Regions from separate parts of the Macaca mulatta genome. Here region 1 is linked to region 2. The links are chromatin contacts, called in public Hi-C maps. All regions are on one chromosome and are shown on one strand. Each heading gives the region's core, a stretch centred on a gene start, on an enhancer-like site or on the middle of the called end of the contact. The rest is flanking DNA. Distances are from core to core; before and after follow the strand shown. Region 1 holds the start of TTF2 (transcription termination factor 2). Region 2 holds the start of TRIM45 (tripartite motif containing 45).

Evidence for each region. A called contact is a pair of places that touch in the nucleus more often than the background predicts.
Region 1: a Hi-C map of liver shows a contact between it and region 2, with 2.4 times the contacts expected there. The contact joins the promoter of TTF2 here to the promoter of TRIM45 in region 2. A contact is called at or near these places in 6 of 14 Hi-C or Micro-C datasets (CD4 T cells, blood, cortical neurons and 3 more).

The regions. Positions count from the first base shown.
Region 1 is chr1:123,223,248-123,225,947 of T2T-MMU8v2.0, reverse strand. It overlaps TTF2 (transcription termination factor 2), which reads left to right and starts at 1,329. Exons shown (of 24, transcript XM_077950316.1): 1 at 1,329-1,418; 2 at 1,498-1,600. The coding sequence starts at 1,391.
Region 2 is chr1:123,160,316-123,163,015 of T2T-MMU8v2.0, reverse strand. It overlaps TRIM45 (tripartite motif containing 45), which reads right to left and starts at 1,428. Exons shown (of 6, transcript NM_001266726.2): 1 at 589-1,428. The coding sequence starts at 1,076.

The DNA.
Region 1 (2,700 bases), core at 80-2,579, 63 kb before region 2:
TTGTTTAATTAATAAATGATACCTCAGGTTTGTCTCCCTTTCTCTGGATCCCCATAAGATGTACGTTTATCACATCGCCGAGATTTCCTAGACATTACAGATTTTCTGTTCTACGGCCCCCATAAGAACAGTGCAGGTGCCACACCATATGTCTGGGACATATGGTCCTCAATAGCTGCAATATGAAACTATTTCTATTGCAATAAATCTGGTATCTATTCCTCTCTTTTTGTTTACTAATAGTTTTGATTACAACTTCAAATTTTAAAAATCGAGGATGAAGCTAAATAGAAGGGAACTGTCCCCTTTCTTCTATTTAACCTCATCTTCCACTTTCAAAATTACAAAAGAATATTAGTAAAAAAAAGTTTGACAGTACAAAATAATAAAGCAAAATTCGCCTTCACCAAAAGTCATCTATTTCCCCTTCCGTAGTTTCCACGTTGAGGCTGGTAACTCGGGGCTTCCACTCTGGGCGAGCCTAAAGAACATCCAGTACACACAGGTAGCAGCTGCGCGGGCCAAATGGCGCTGAGACCCGCGCACCTGTCCACGGACCAGCCCACTGGCCAACTCTTTGACCTTGGGTGAGTCTCTCAAATTTGAGTCTCCGGATCTTCCATAAAATGCTACCCATCTCATCAGGCTGAGTGAGGAGAGCCGTGTATGTGTAAGCACTTTGTGAAATCTAAAGCACGAGGCAAACTTAAAGCATTGTTAGGGGGACGGGGGTCCTAGAGAAGTCTTTGTGCCTGCCTATGAGAGCCTTTTCAGTTCCCCGCAGCAGCTTCCAGGGACTTCCCACCACCCCGGCCGCTCCGGCTCCTGCACCGCAAATCTCGCGGCTCCGCCTGCAGCTGCGGCTTCCCCCGGCCTCCCCGCCAGCGACTGAGCGAGGAGCCCAGCGCGCACGAGCGCCAGCCTGGCTCAGAGACGCCCGCGAAGCCAGGGCCTTTCAGCGCCTGCTAACTGGCGTTACCCCTAGGGCCGCCTCTCGGTTTTAAACGTAAACAAGAGCTGCCCTTCCCTCTTCCAAGACCTGCAAATCCATGATTCCTTTCCTCCGGAAACCCCGCCGCCTTCTAAGTTTCTCCCCAGCCTCAGCCACGCCCCAGCCAGCAAATGCCGGGTCCTCCACGTCCGCTCGCTTAGTATTTGATTTCGGCGCGCGCCATACCTGAGGGCGGCTGTGATTGGTTGGAGGTTAGCGAAGTTCCTATATGATTGGCTGATGGCGGGTAGGATGGAAGAAGGCCAAGGGCGGAGAATTGTGGGCGGGATTAAGACTGCAAGAGCTGAGTGATGGTTGGTTCCTGAACAAAGAGGGCGGAGTAAAAGGCGGAAGCAGAATTTGGGGCGGGGCCTTGTGGAACTTGGGAGACCCAGCGAGATGGAAGTAGTTAGGTGTCCGGAGCACGGTAAGGGGCCAGGGTCTCAGCGTCCCCTGGGGCCTGTTAATTTAGCGTGGCGTAATCGTTCACTTTCTTCTCTCTTCAGGGACTTTCTGCTTTCTTAAGACCGGCGTCCGCGATGGCCCGAATAAAGGAAAGAGCTTCTACGTGTGCCGGGCAGACACGTGCAGCTTCGTGCGGGCCACCGAGTAGGTCTCGACCTGGGCCCCACTCCCTGTGGCTGCCCGGGGCCTCCCGAGAGGAGCTGCCGGCTCCCCGCTGTTGGGGGCCACAGAGACGAGGAGTGGTGGGGCCCTGGTCTGCGTTGTCAGGACCCTTTAAGCAGTTGGTGATCCCAGGGCAGCGTGGCGTGTTTGGAAGACGCCCAGCTAATTCTGGCTGTGTGACCCGAGGCTGGTTACTCTCCCTCTCTGGGCCGATGGTTTCCCTACCTGTAAAATTGAAGATCGGTGTTTTCCAGCTCTGGGTTTCTATTCACCTGACAGGACTTAACCACTCCCTTCTTCTGCTCAGACAGTCCCTCCCCCTTTAAAGGAGTAAGGACACACAGCAGACATGGTGGAAAATAATTTATCTGTGTTTTGCACTAGTTTTAGGCCCGACTGTTTTTTTAAATGTTTGAGCTTAAAACACTCTAGTGATTAGTTGTTAGCCTTTTTATTTTAAAATAGGAGTCTCTGCATCTAAATGGTGAAATTGATAATTCAAAGAAATTAGCGCTGGAAGAAACAACGGAGGGCCTGGCGCGGTGTGTGAGGCCTGTGATCCCAGCATTTTGGGAGTCCAAGGCGAGCGAATCGCTTGAGCCTAGGAGTTCGAAACCAGCCTGGGCAACATGGTGAAACCCCGTCTCTACAAAAAATTAAAAAAAAAAAATTGGGCATGGTATCACACGCCTGTAGTCCCAGATACTCGTGAGGCTGAGGTGGGAGGAGAGAGTCAGAAATGTTAAGCATCTTCTCTAAAGTGAGGAAAGTTAATAGTTTGTCAAGTGTTAATGTTTTCACAATACCAAGTGTCTACATCTTCTATGTGAATTTTAAAACTACCATCACATCATTAAACGTTTGCTCTCCATTCAGCGGAACTTGTTAGAGAAAAGTTATTTTTCCACGTGTCAGATGTAAAGTACATAATGGATATCAGTATTAGAAAAGTGTCCTTTCAACATGTACACTAACTTCCCATGTTTCTGTTTCATGAGTTAGATGATTTACACTGAGCCTGTCAGGTCAAGTTTTGTGAGATAGAAGCATTTTTACGTTTGCAGGAATTCAGCATTAATGGT
Region 2 (2,700 bases), core at 179-2,678:
CAACCTCCAGAGTAACTCTAAGGTACAAAGCAAAAGCTGAGGTCCAGCCAATCACCACCTATTCTAGGAGTGTAGCATGGGTTAGTGGAATGTAGTCAGAATGATCTGGATTTAATACTCAGTTCTGTTACACACTCACCAACTGTAGGACCTTGGCAAATCAAATATTGCTGACCTTGTTTCCCCAGTTAATAAATGGGGGTGAAAACAGGGCCTGCTTTTCTGCAAGAGTTGCAAGATCAAAGGAGATAAAGAGCAGGATCTATGCTATTATATTCATTCTCCTATTTCTCCAGCACCCAGTACAATTATTCACTACATGAATGATTGATGATTGAAGGAAACTGTAGCTGCACTTTGTAAATTGAAAGGGATTATGAAAACCTCCATTGCTATTGCTACAGGTACTATATTAGGCTGACCGGGTTAACTGTTGTACTAGAGTATTTGCTACTGCATCGTTATATTGCTCTTTGACCTTCCACAGTATTTGAGGCCTTCCTTTTCATCTGCTCACCAAGGGATTTCTGTCTTGACACCTTTGTAATCTGCTCTTAAGCTACACCGGGTGCAATGCCCCATCTTTACCTATGAGCCTGGCAGCAGAAGTGGCAGAGGTTGGCTTTGCAGGTCTGACACCTCTTCTCTACTTCCCTGTCGTTGCACAGGTCACACACCAGGCCCTGGCCTTCCCCACGCAGGCTCTCCAGCATCACATCATTCACGGCCAGGTGGTCTATGGTTAAAGCCTTCACTCCACCCATGGGCAGGTCCACCTGAGCATCACATACCGGACAGAGGATGCCGATCTGCGACTGCAGACTTCGTGGCTTGAGTTCCTGGAATATTGACCCCTCAGAGCTTGTGTCAGAGTCTCCCCCTCGGATGTCCACTACTGAGAAGGGCTCCAGCTGCTCCAGACACGTGGTGCAAACTGTATGCAAACAAGGCAAGAGCCTGGGGGCTTTGAAAAGCCCCAAGCACAAGGGGCAGTGAGTCTTGCCTGAGTTTCCAAGTGCAGTCCCATTAGGGAGTTTGCTTACAATGCCCAGCAGCGGCTTTCTGTTTTCTGACATACTCCCCACGTTTGTGGCCAGTATCAGAAAGGGCCCTGGGCAGTTCTACGATGTAGTAGGAGATGATTAAGCCCACCCAAAGAGAAAGCTTCCAGAACTTGAACAGAGACCATGGGGACTCCCTCGCTGACAAATAAAAGGGCAGACGGGAAGACCAGGCTTCCTCAAAAGAACCACCCACAGACCTAATCAGGAGGGCCCCCTCCTTTCCACTGCATCCCATACCAGACACGCCCACGCCCTCCTCTGCCCCGTAAGTCTCCCCGGATGCGCTTCCAGGTCTAGCTCTACAGCTAGTCCTGCTGCCAACAAAGTCACTCCTGCATCTCTCGCTCCCTCCACGGCCACCCCCCCTCCCGCCGCCCGCCCCACTGCGCCCCACACGCGACAAGCGCCGACCCCGCCCGCGCACGATGAGGTAGGGGCCCTCCTGCTCCTTCCCTCTGCGAAGGGCGCGCGCCGGACGAGGGACTTGCAAGCCCCTGCCGGCTTCTCGGTGACCACCGCCTCCCCCTCGCCTCGACCCAGGACGCCCGCGGGCTCTCGCCCCTCCTCACACCAATCCCAACCCGGTCTACTCCGGCGAGTCCAATCACCGTCCGAGAGGGGCGGCCCTCGCCGCTCCGGGCCCCGCCGCCCTCCAGAGTGACGCCACTAAGCATCCAATAAGTTTTGGTAATTCCACATCTTCGCCAGTCCACTCACGCGGGGGGCGGGACCTGACAAGGTCGTGGGCGGGGCGGCCGAAGGGCTTGGAGTGCGGCGGGAGGAAAAGGCGAAGGCTGGGAACAAGCGGCATAGTGTAGTCGGCGTCACCGTTTCACAGGGACTGTCCCTCTATCTCTGTGGTGACCAGAGAGGCATCAGGGCCTCTTTAAAAGCCACGCTGATTTGCTGCCGGGACGGCCCTCTTTGTGGCCTCGGACTGGTCCCACGAACGCAGACTGGGCTCTCCCATTGGTGGATGGCACTGTCAGTTGGCCCCGTGCTGAGAGTGGGAGACGTTTTTCTGGCTCCTGAGGTCTTGGCCGCTCGGGGGCGCCAGACGTTCCTGCTCCACGCCGGTGTAAGGCTGCGAGGCTCCCTTCTGTCCTCCGGCGCTTATTGTAACTCACAGGTCCATCACGCCTAGCGTGCTGGGTACAAGCACTTCCGCGGCTCCCTGGCTTTGGGTATTTTCCGGGGGTGAGGGCATCTCAGGCTCGCGTTCCAGGAACCGGTTTGGGAGACCGTGGAGCCGAGGTCTGGAATGGAGGGCTTACTTCGACCGGCCTGGGCAGCGCCATCCTCCTTGTTGGGCTCGGGAAGGCTTTGTTTCTCCGTCCGGGGAGAATGCAGATGACCTAAGGAGTTGAATGTCACCCAGGATTCCACATTTCTGTGTAACAGAAACGAGCTGAGCGAGATGGACCCGCTGTTTTTATCAGTCAATCACGGAGGGCTCCTACCTGGTCACAATGGGACAATGGACGGTGGCAGTGAGGGACAAGCCCTTTGTGGGCTCAAAACTAATTTGGAAGATGAACACGTCCGACCCCTTTAACTTTATAATTACACGGCCCCTTTCTCTGGCCTTACCGGGCGTCTCCTGATTCTCCAAAATTCCAAAAATGGAAACAGCTGC